Linked DNA regions of Mus musculus: regions 1 and 2 are each linked to region 3. The links are chromatin contacts, called in public HiChIP or PLAC-seq and promoter capture Hi-C maps. All regions are on one chromosome and are shown on one strand. Each heading gives the region's core, a stretch centred on a gene start, on an enhancer-like site or on the middle of the called end of the contact. The rest is flanking DNA. Distances are from core to core; before and after follow the strand shown. Region 1 holds the start of Nubpl (nucleotide binding protein-like). Region 2 has its middle 12 kb from the start of Gm35135. Region 3 has its middle 43 kb from the start of Gm40423.

Region 1 (2,724 bases), core at 202-2,701, 220 kb before region 3:
AGGCATTTGGTATTTAGTGAACAGATTATAGTGACAGTTCATAGTTTCTTTTTTTAGCTGTGTCTTTTCCTATTCATTTACAAAAACTGAGTTGAAAAGAAATCTAAAGCTATTTGAGGACACATGCCACAAAAGAATATGTGAGAGAAGGCAAGCTGAAAGCGGCGAGCCTAGTGTAAGGCAGAGATAAAGGAATGAAACAACAAGGGCCGTAGCTTGAGGGGAGCAAGCAAGAGTCTGGAGGCCGTTTCAGAGCTTACGTCGTGGAATACACTTCACTAGGAATAGTAATCCTTAAGGCAATTCTTTGATGTTGTTATGCCCATAATAAAAATACTAAAATTAAGAATTAGATCAGAGAAAAATAAACTGATTTTGAGTCCTTGATATGATAAATACAAATAAGAAGCAAACGAAGGAAATAAAAACCCTCCCGAGAAAGTCTTATGCAGACTTTTGAAGGCAAACCGTAGCCATACCTCCAGCCATCTTTAAGTGGATCTGGTTTCTGGATAAGTGTGTGAGTTATTGTTCTTAAAGGGATTGCTTTTGCTCTTTCATCTGTCTTGGATATAGTGCTGATTATCTATATGTACACATTCTTACCTCCCTCAAGTAAAATTCTGCTCCCTCCCTCCCTCAAGCTTTTACTCCAATCTCCGTGCAGATGATTGAACCTGGGGCGTCATATATGCTATGCAAATGCTTTACTACTAGCCTAGCCCTTAAGTTCCTTCGCAACTAGGCTTCTTTACTTGTTCTATTTTCTGATTTAGCTAAACTTTTTGGAATCTAGTAAGGGCTTCTCACCTCTCTTTTGTGAACCATTAGCAACAGAAGCATACAAGGCGGTGGGGGGGGGGGGACGGGACGGGACACTAGCTTAGTGCACAGTTGTACTGTAGGTCACACGCAATGTGTGTGTGTGTGTGCGCGCGCGCGTGAACACACACACGTGTAAATATAATAATGTTAACAGTGGCATTGCTGAAATGACCATATACAGTACTATGCAATAAGGAAAACTTAATCCTCAAATTCCAGCTTTTCCCATTTCTGTTAAGATGGGATATCTTATTAAAATTTCCAAATCTCAGTTTTTAGATTAATAACAAGAGAGGAGGATTGGCGACGCAGCTCTTTGGCAGTGTGCTTGCCTAGTGTGAAGGAGGCCCTGAGTTCAGCCCTAGCATAAAGCCACCCTTCAAACATAAAATATATTTTTTTCCTAATAAGTCTTCTTGTTTACTCTGGAAGAATAAACTAAAGTGCTATATGTGAAAAGGCTTTGGGAATATCTGGTTAAACGCTGCAAAAAAATATTTCTAGCTGATGACAAACAGTATTAAATCAAATGGAGTCCCTGAGCTGAAGAAACACCAATCAGGCTCATCTCCAGGAAGGGGACGCCAAGGGTTGCCACGTGACGTCATTTTTCCGCGCCGGACGCCAAGTGCTTCCATCCCGGCCCGAGCAAGAGCCGCGCGCCATGGGGACCTGGCGGCGTTTGCTGCTCTTTGGCGGGGTGTCACTCCGGGGTGGTGGCGCGGCCACTGTCCCGCCCCGGGGGTGCCGAGCTTTGGGTTGTGGGCGCCAGGTGTGTGCCGAGCGCGGGCGGGGTGGTGCCTGCGCGCTCCCGCTAGCGGGTTTGCTACAAGGTGGCTGGGGCTTGTGGTCCCAAACTGTCCCGAGTATGGATGTGTGGCATGCACAGTGCTCTCTTGTTTTGGGGTTATTTAGTGAATAGGTTAAGGAAAAGGCAAATCTGCGGAGGGCTTAACTCGGTAAAAAGTCCACTTCAGGGTTTTTTTTTTTTTTTCTTTTTTTCCATCCTCACTTACACTGGTAGACAAATTTCAGCTTGAACAATTACCTTTGACGTTGAGATTAGCATTTAATAAAGACCACCTAAAGGCTAAGTCTATGGCAATGAACATTATTAGAAAAGAAAGCCCCGTTAAACCCAAACTCTGGGTTGTTTTCTCTTTTACAGCATAGTAATCCAGTGATGAGAATGATTGGTTTAAATCACTTTTTTTTTTTTTTTTTAACTTAAAGTTATTAGGCGCTGAGAGTGAGGCCTTGAAACAAAGAAGAACACAAATCATGTCCCGAGGACTTCCTAAGCAGAAGCCTATAGAAGGTGTTAGAGAAGTCATTGTTGTGGCCTCTGGAAAGGGTGGTGTTGGAAAGTCTACCACCGCAGGTATTGTAAGGTGTCCCTTCCCCTCCTGACTAATGAGTGATGCTCTCAAATGCACTGTAAATGACCACCTTTCAGGCTTCCTATCTGTGATGTTTCTGACATTGGTTCCTTAGAACTAGGATTTGATAACGGCTGGGAGCTGAACTAATAAACATCTGCATTACCAGATTGCCTATTCAGTAGAGCAAAAAGTAGTTAGATTGTCTACCGGTATTATGTTCACTTAACTGGGAATCTCTTTCGAAGGCTGGTATGCAAATTGCACTGACCACTTAGCCCAGTGTATTTGCCATAGAAGCGCCTAGGAATTGGTTGCTGTTACTTTTAAAACATCCAGTAATTGTATACTAAATTATGTCTGTTCTTTTTCACTGTCATTGTACATGTACCTGAATATTTGCAATGAGAACACTTATTACTGTGTTTGTTTTTCATTTAATCACATGATTTATAGCATTTCTAAAGTCACCAAGACTTTCCTGTGCTCAGGTGCATGTGTGTGGAGGGCAGAGGGTAAC
Region 2 (2,700 bases), core at 92-2,591, 170 kb after region 3:
ATATAAGGATATATCCTCAAAAGGTTGATTTCATTTCTTTTGGGTTTACAACTAGTAGTTGTGCTGTGTATTATATGACGACTGTTTTTTTGAAGCACCTTCATACTGTTTCCATACGGGTGCACTAACTCACATTGTCACCAGCAGTGTGTCAGGACTCCCCTCCTCTGCATCCTTGACAACACTTGTGACTTTTGGAGAAGACGGTCTTCCTAACAGGCATAAAGTGGTGGTGTCTCATTGATTTGCATGTCCTACAGTTTATATGGAGGAACAACAACTAATCCCAAGCAACCAAAGTTATTCTGATCACAAAGAGCAAAGGGAAGCCATGGTACTACCTAACCCCAAACACACTTCAAAGCTGTAGCAATCAAAGTACCATGGTATTGACATAAAAACAGATAGCACAGATCAAAGAAAAAGAGTAGAGTGCCTGGAGTGAAACCTACAAATGCCACTGGAGCTGGCCTGCAATAAAGATGCAGCAACCTCGCTATGAAGAAAGAACAGTTTCCTCAACAAATGGTGCTGGCAAAATGGGGTGTCCATAAGCAGAAGAATGAAGCTAGACACTACTTAGCTCTCAAGATATATATATATGCATGTGTGTGTGTATGTGAGATATATAGATATCTATATATCTATATATTTCAAAATGGACTAGTTACATATCTATAAGATCTAAAAGTCTTGTGTTTGTATCAGGCTACAAAGTATTTTGTGTATCAAAGAAAGCAGTCAACAGAGTGAGGTTGGAAGAAAATACTGGTAAAGTCCAGAAGGAGTAAGAAGCTCAACTCAATAGCAAAGATGAGTCTATTTGATAAATTTGACAAAGTTTTCAAGAGAGGATGTATCTAGTCAGCCAGCATGAAGAAGTGCAATGCCTCCAATCCTCCTGGTGTTTAAACAGCTCAGCAGAGGCCCACAAGACCCAGTGGCATCTTTGGATTCAGCACAGTCAAGATCCTTCTCTTCCGCCCTATGGTGTGGAAGCTCATCCCATGTGGATCCCACACTGTGTCTTTCAGAGATTTAAATAAACACTTTCCTTCTCGAGCAGAAGCATTGCAGTTACCTCAGCTCGGATTCGTACACTTGCAGCCATTTTTATTAAATTACACAAAGGCGAGGAGACAGCAGCACAAGTCAGTCTGTGACCGTCTCACAGAGTTAAAGGTGTGTGTGACTGAGAACAGTTTGAGGAGACTCCCTTCTCCTCAGAAGCCTGAAGAAGGATGTCAGGACACAACGCTCATTGCTTATCCACAAAGCAACTGGACATCAGAAGGTCTCATTTCCTCTGTAGGTCTGATGTTCACCCAGTATATGTTCCTTATCTCCAATCAAAGGAGAGACCTTGGGACTGGGTGTGGTGGCACAGGCATTTAATCCCAGCCTGTGGGGAGGTGGAGGCAGGTAAAATGAAACTAAAACTGGGTGAGTTTGAGGCCAACCAGGCTACATAGGAAGAGACAGAGAGACAGAGAGGCAGAGAGAGACAGACACATAGAGAAGCAACAGAAGGACAGGGAGACAGACAGACCCCACATGTGGAGACTATTTCTGTTCCACTGGGCCTGGTGTCACAAGCCTGTAATCCCAGCACTTGCCAAATCCAGGCAGAGGATTAGCGCTCAGGATAATCCTAAATTACTAGCAAGTTGGAGCACAGCCTGGGCTACAGGAGACCCTGTTTCATAGGGGAAGCGGGGAGGGGGAAACTATAGCAACAACTAAAGCATTTGAGTTCCAATTAAATTATTGCTTTAAAAGAAAAAAAAAATGAAAATTTTTTTAGGCTAAAAAATTTGACCATGCACAAAACCTGGTTTCTATTTAAACAACGTGAGAAAGTACAGGTTGCCGAGGAAGCTTGAATCTCATTTGTGTTAGATCATTTGGTATATATAAATTTATTTTTTTTTAAATTCTGGGATTTTGTGAATTCCTCTAATTGACTTGACATTTTAACTGTTTAAATATATTTTGGTTGTTATTTCCTTTACTGCTATGATTCTGCGGCTAATACTATCAACACACTCAGGAGGACGGACTGGGCCAGAATCCCGAGTAATGCTTATCTTAAGGCTCCTCCCTCCATCACTTTCCCTGGAATGTCTGCTAAAAGTTTAGTTACATTGAAGGAAACTGAAACAGTGTCTGAGAGAGTGACTGGCTTTTATGAAATGGAATTTGTGGAATGCCCTTATTCTGGATGAGTTGCAGGCTTCCAGATTCCACAGAAACCCAAATAAAAACAGCTATATGCCAGTTAAAACAAGAGTTCACTCAGTCTCGGAGTGGCCTCTATTCCTCTGGGCGGCATGGCCCTAACCTGAAGACTGCCAAAACTCAAAACCACGAGACTACATATCTGACAATAGGAGAGGGAAACAACGGGGTTCATTCAGAGGGCCTTTAACATTCACACTGTGTGCTTTGAAAGTGCCCTCGGCACACAAGTTATTTGGGTAAACCAGCGGTCAGTTTGCTAGAGGAGAAATTATCATCCTTCGCATTTTTCAATCTCCAAAAGACCGTATTGTGCCTGTTGTATTGAAAACGAGAAACCATGAGTGATGAAGCTATTAGAGTGTGACAGAAATTGAGAGATGTATTTGTTCCTCACCAAAAGCCATAATCTATAGCCCTACATCTTACTAGTTCTAAAACCAGAAAATGAACATGTCGCCA
Region 3 (2,937 bases), core at 75-2,574:
CAAGCCGAACACTTATCACGGTGGAGAATAACCTCCTATAGCACAATTCTGTTCTCAATTCCAAATTCCCCAGGAGTCAAAAGGAAGAAAGACGTATTCATAAAGCATGCTGAACTGACTAGACATGATCCACCTTCGTGAGGTGCAGAGGGAAATTTATGATACTCTTTATATTTGAAAGGAAGACAGATGTATCAAGGAAGTGAGCTTCTATCTTAGTGACCTAGAGACAGTGCAAATTAAGCCCAAAGCGGGGCGGGGGGGAGGGGGTGAAATGGAGAGGAGAAGCTATAGGGGAAATACTGAGATCAAATGCTGGCATTTTGAAAATATGAACAAAATCAATAAGCTGTAGTCAGATTTATTAAGAAGAGAGAGGACAAAAATCACCCAATCAGAAAAGAGAGGACAAAAATCATCCAATCAGGAACGAGTGAGGCGGTGCCAAAGTCCTACAGTTAATTAAAAACACATTAGGAACTGTTAGCAATTTTACACCCGTAAATCTAGCAACTTGGTGAACTATCCATACCGTGAAAGAAGTGATCAAAGCACTTTCCAGAAATAAATAACCTGACCAGTGTAAGCTACAGAAGTACAACTTCAAACTTCAGGCCTAGATGCCTTCACTGGCAAGCCTTCCCAACAGTAAAGGAAAAAACAGGGCTAGTTCTAGACAAACGATTCAGACAGCAGATAAGAGAGCAGATCCTAGCTCGTTTATGAAGCTGTCATTGACCTGACACTCAAGCCTGTCACAGACAGATTCAGCCAAATACTTCTCATTAATACACACAAATTCTGTAGACAGGACAGGGCCAGAAAGATGGCTCAGCTGGTAAAGTCCTTGCCTCACTAGCCTAACAACCAGGGTTCAATCCCTGGACCCCAAATAAAGGACGGACACCACAGAGTTACCTTTCACCTCTACACTGTGGAATCTCTCCTCCAGTACACGCATTATAAAAAAATTAATAATGATAATGTGATGAGTAAGTATAACAACTGTAATAAACCTTAGCAAAAATCTTTAGTTGATTCCAGAGGGGAATCTCTTCTCCAAATAGAGGCATATGACAGTAATGGTTAATATTAATTTTCAACTAGGATCTAGTTGGGAGATCGGCCTCTAGGCCTGCCTGTGAGAGAGTATCTTCATTCATTTAATTGAAGTGGGAAGGCAGCCCCCTGTGGGTATGCCATTCTCAGTCTGGGCTCCTGGCCTATGGAGGAGGAAAGCGAAGCCGCACGAATAGCAGCACGCATTTATGGCTCTCTGTGCCTCGACTGTGGTGCACTGTGACCGGCTTTTCACACTTCTGAACCTTGACTCTTTCAGCACGATGACTGGTTCCCCTGAACGGGAGCCAAATAACCCCTTTGTCCCCAAGTTACTCTATCATCACAGCAACAGGAAAAGAAACCAAGACAATAAACGAGAGTTTCTTTCATTTTTTTTTAAATGGGAATAGAAGGTTAGCCAATAGTTGAAAGCCAATCCATGCAAACAGCAAATTAAATTAAATAAAAGACCATGTTTATCTCAGTAGATATCACCAAAACATATGATGAAGAATCTTCATTTACAATATAAAAAATATCCTCAGCAATGTAGAAATAGAAGAGTCTCTGGAAATTTATTTTATTTTGAGTGTGTGTGATGTGGAGCAACAACTTATTTTCACATTTATTGCTTTTTTAATTATTTGGACTAAAGTTTCCAGACAGTACCAAGGCTTCATGGTTTATGTCTATAATCTCAGTATTTTGAAAGGTGAGGTAGGAGATTGCCACAAGTTTGAGTCTAGTCTGGGCTACCTAGCACATTCCAGGCCAGTAGGCTTCAGAGTGAGACTCTGCCTTAGAATTTTTTTCCTTAGCATATAGTGACCACAGAACTTCAAACATTTTCCTAATTTAAACAACATTTAAGCCCAGTCACCAGTTTCAGTTTCCTAGAAGAGCTTGAAAGCTTTGTTGAACTCAGATACCCAGCTCCTTAAAAACCGTGGGTCATGACCCCACATGGGGCCACATAACTAACTGTGAGTATTGCGAAACATTGGCAATTGGTAACAGATTCCTGAACATACAATGACCAGAAATTAATTCAAAATCAAGTAGGTAGCGAACCCCTGAGCATCTCGAGCCGTGTTTGCCTGTGCTGCACTGCAGTCTTGGTTCTGAATGGTGTGTGCACTTTGCATTGCATATGCCACTGCCCACACAGAGCCAGAATACGCTGCACAAAACATCATGCCCAGATTCTGGACTGCTATATGCTGAAATTAAAGTGATTTTACTATACATACAAAGGTTTCTGGTCTTAAACATTAATATTTATAAAGAGCAAAGACTTCATTATCATTCCTCAGCATGAATCAAGTTATTATTTCTTTGGATTACATCGTATTAGAATGATTTTTTTTAATTTCTATTTGAGTTGCTGACAAGTTTCATTTTTAAAAAGTTGAATGAATTTTGGCTTGAGATTAAGACAGAATTTCCAGTGGTTTCTGAAAGGGATCGCAACACACACATGCAATTTGTACCACATACTTGTGTCCTGTGTCGTCCTTAGCCCTGACAATTATAAATCAGATATTAATCAACTCTGAAAAATGTTGAAGATGCGTATGGTGGTTTGAATGAGAGACTCTTACAGTCATTTTTGAACGCTTGTTTCTCAGTTGGTGAAACCCTCTGGGAAGGGTTACATGTGGCCTTTTTGGAGGAGGTGTGTCACTTAGGGTAAACTTGAGGTTTCCAAAACCTTTGCCATTATCTCTGCCTCTCTATCTCATTATTGCTGCCTCAAGATGTAAGCTCTCAGCATTGCTTCAGCACCATGCCTGCCTGCTGTAATGCTCCCACCCTGATGGCCATGAACTAACCTTCCACAACTGTAAGCAAGCCCTTGATGAAGTGCTTTCTTTT

Evidence for each region. Promoter capture Hi-C pulls out the DNA fragments that hold promoters and counts their contacts. HiChIP or PLAC-seq counts read pairs in DNA pulled down with a chosen protein or histone mark.
Region 1: a promoter capture Hi-C map of liver shows a contact between it and region 3, with 2.0 times the contacts expected there. The contact joins the promoter of Nubpl here to the enhancer-like site in region 3. A contact is called at or near these places in 9 of 39 promoter capture datasets (the 3T3-L1 cell line, the C10 cell line, cranial neural crest and 5 more), 1 of 484 Hi-C or Micro-C datasets (nephron progenitors), 1 of 115 datasets of contacts at active chromatin or transcription factors (embryonic stem cells) and 2 of 9 other capture datasets (macrophages and pancreatic islet).
Region 2: a contact with region 3 is called in an H3K4me3 HiChIP or PLAC-seq map of intestinal villus epithelium, with 7 read pairs. The contact joins two enhancer-like sites. A contact is called at or near these places in 1 of 39 promoter capture datasets (neural stem cells), 4 of 484 Hi-C or Micro-C datasets (liver and nephron progenitors) and 9 of 115 datasets of contacts at active chromatin or transcription factors (SST interneurons, bone marrow-derived macrophages, embryonic forebrain and 4 more).

Annotation. Positions count from the first base shown.
Region 1 is chr12:52,096,295-52,099,018 of GRCm38.p6, forward strand. Nubpl (nucleotide binding protein-like) reads left to right here and starts at 1,452. Exons shown (of 11, transcript NM_029760.2): 1 at 1,452-1,597; 2 at 2,059-2,206. The coding sequence starts at 1,490.
Region 2 is chr12:52,491,245-52,493,944 of GRCm38.p6, forward strand. No RefSeq gene overlaps it. Among named protein-coding and RNA genes, the nearest start is that of Gm35135, 12 kb to the left of the region's middle. Within about 2 kb of position 1,342, at least 76 of the 459 cell types and tissues checked have an H3K27ac peak or open chromatin away from gene starts, as enhancers often do. A contact at or near this core is called in intestinal villus epithelium, where this site is marked.
Region 3 is chr12:52,317,292-52,320,228 of GRCm38.p6, forward strand. No RefSeq gene overlaps it. Among named protein-coding and RNA genes, the nearest start is that of Gm40423, 43 kb to the right of the region's middle. Within about 2 kb of position 1,325, at least 8 of the 459 cell types and tissues checked have an H3K27ac peak or open chromatin away from gene starts, as enhancers often do. A contact at or near this core is called in intestinal villus epithelium and liver, where this site is marked.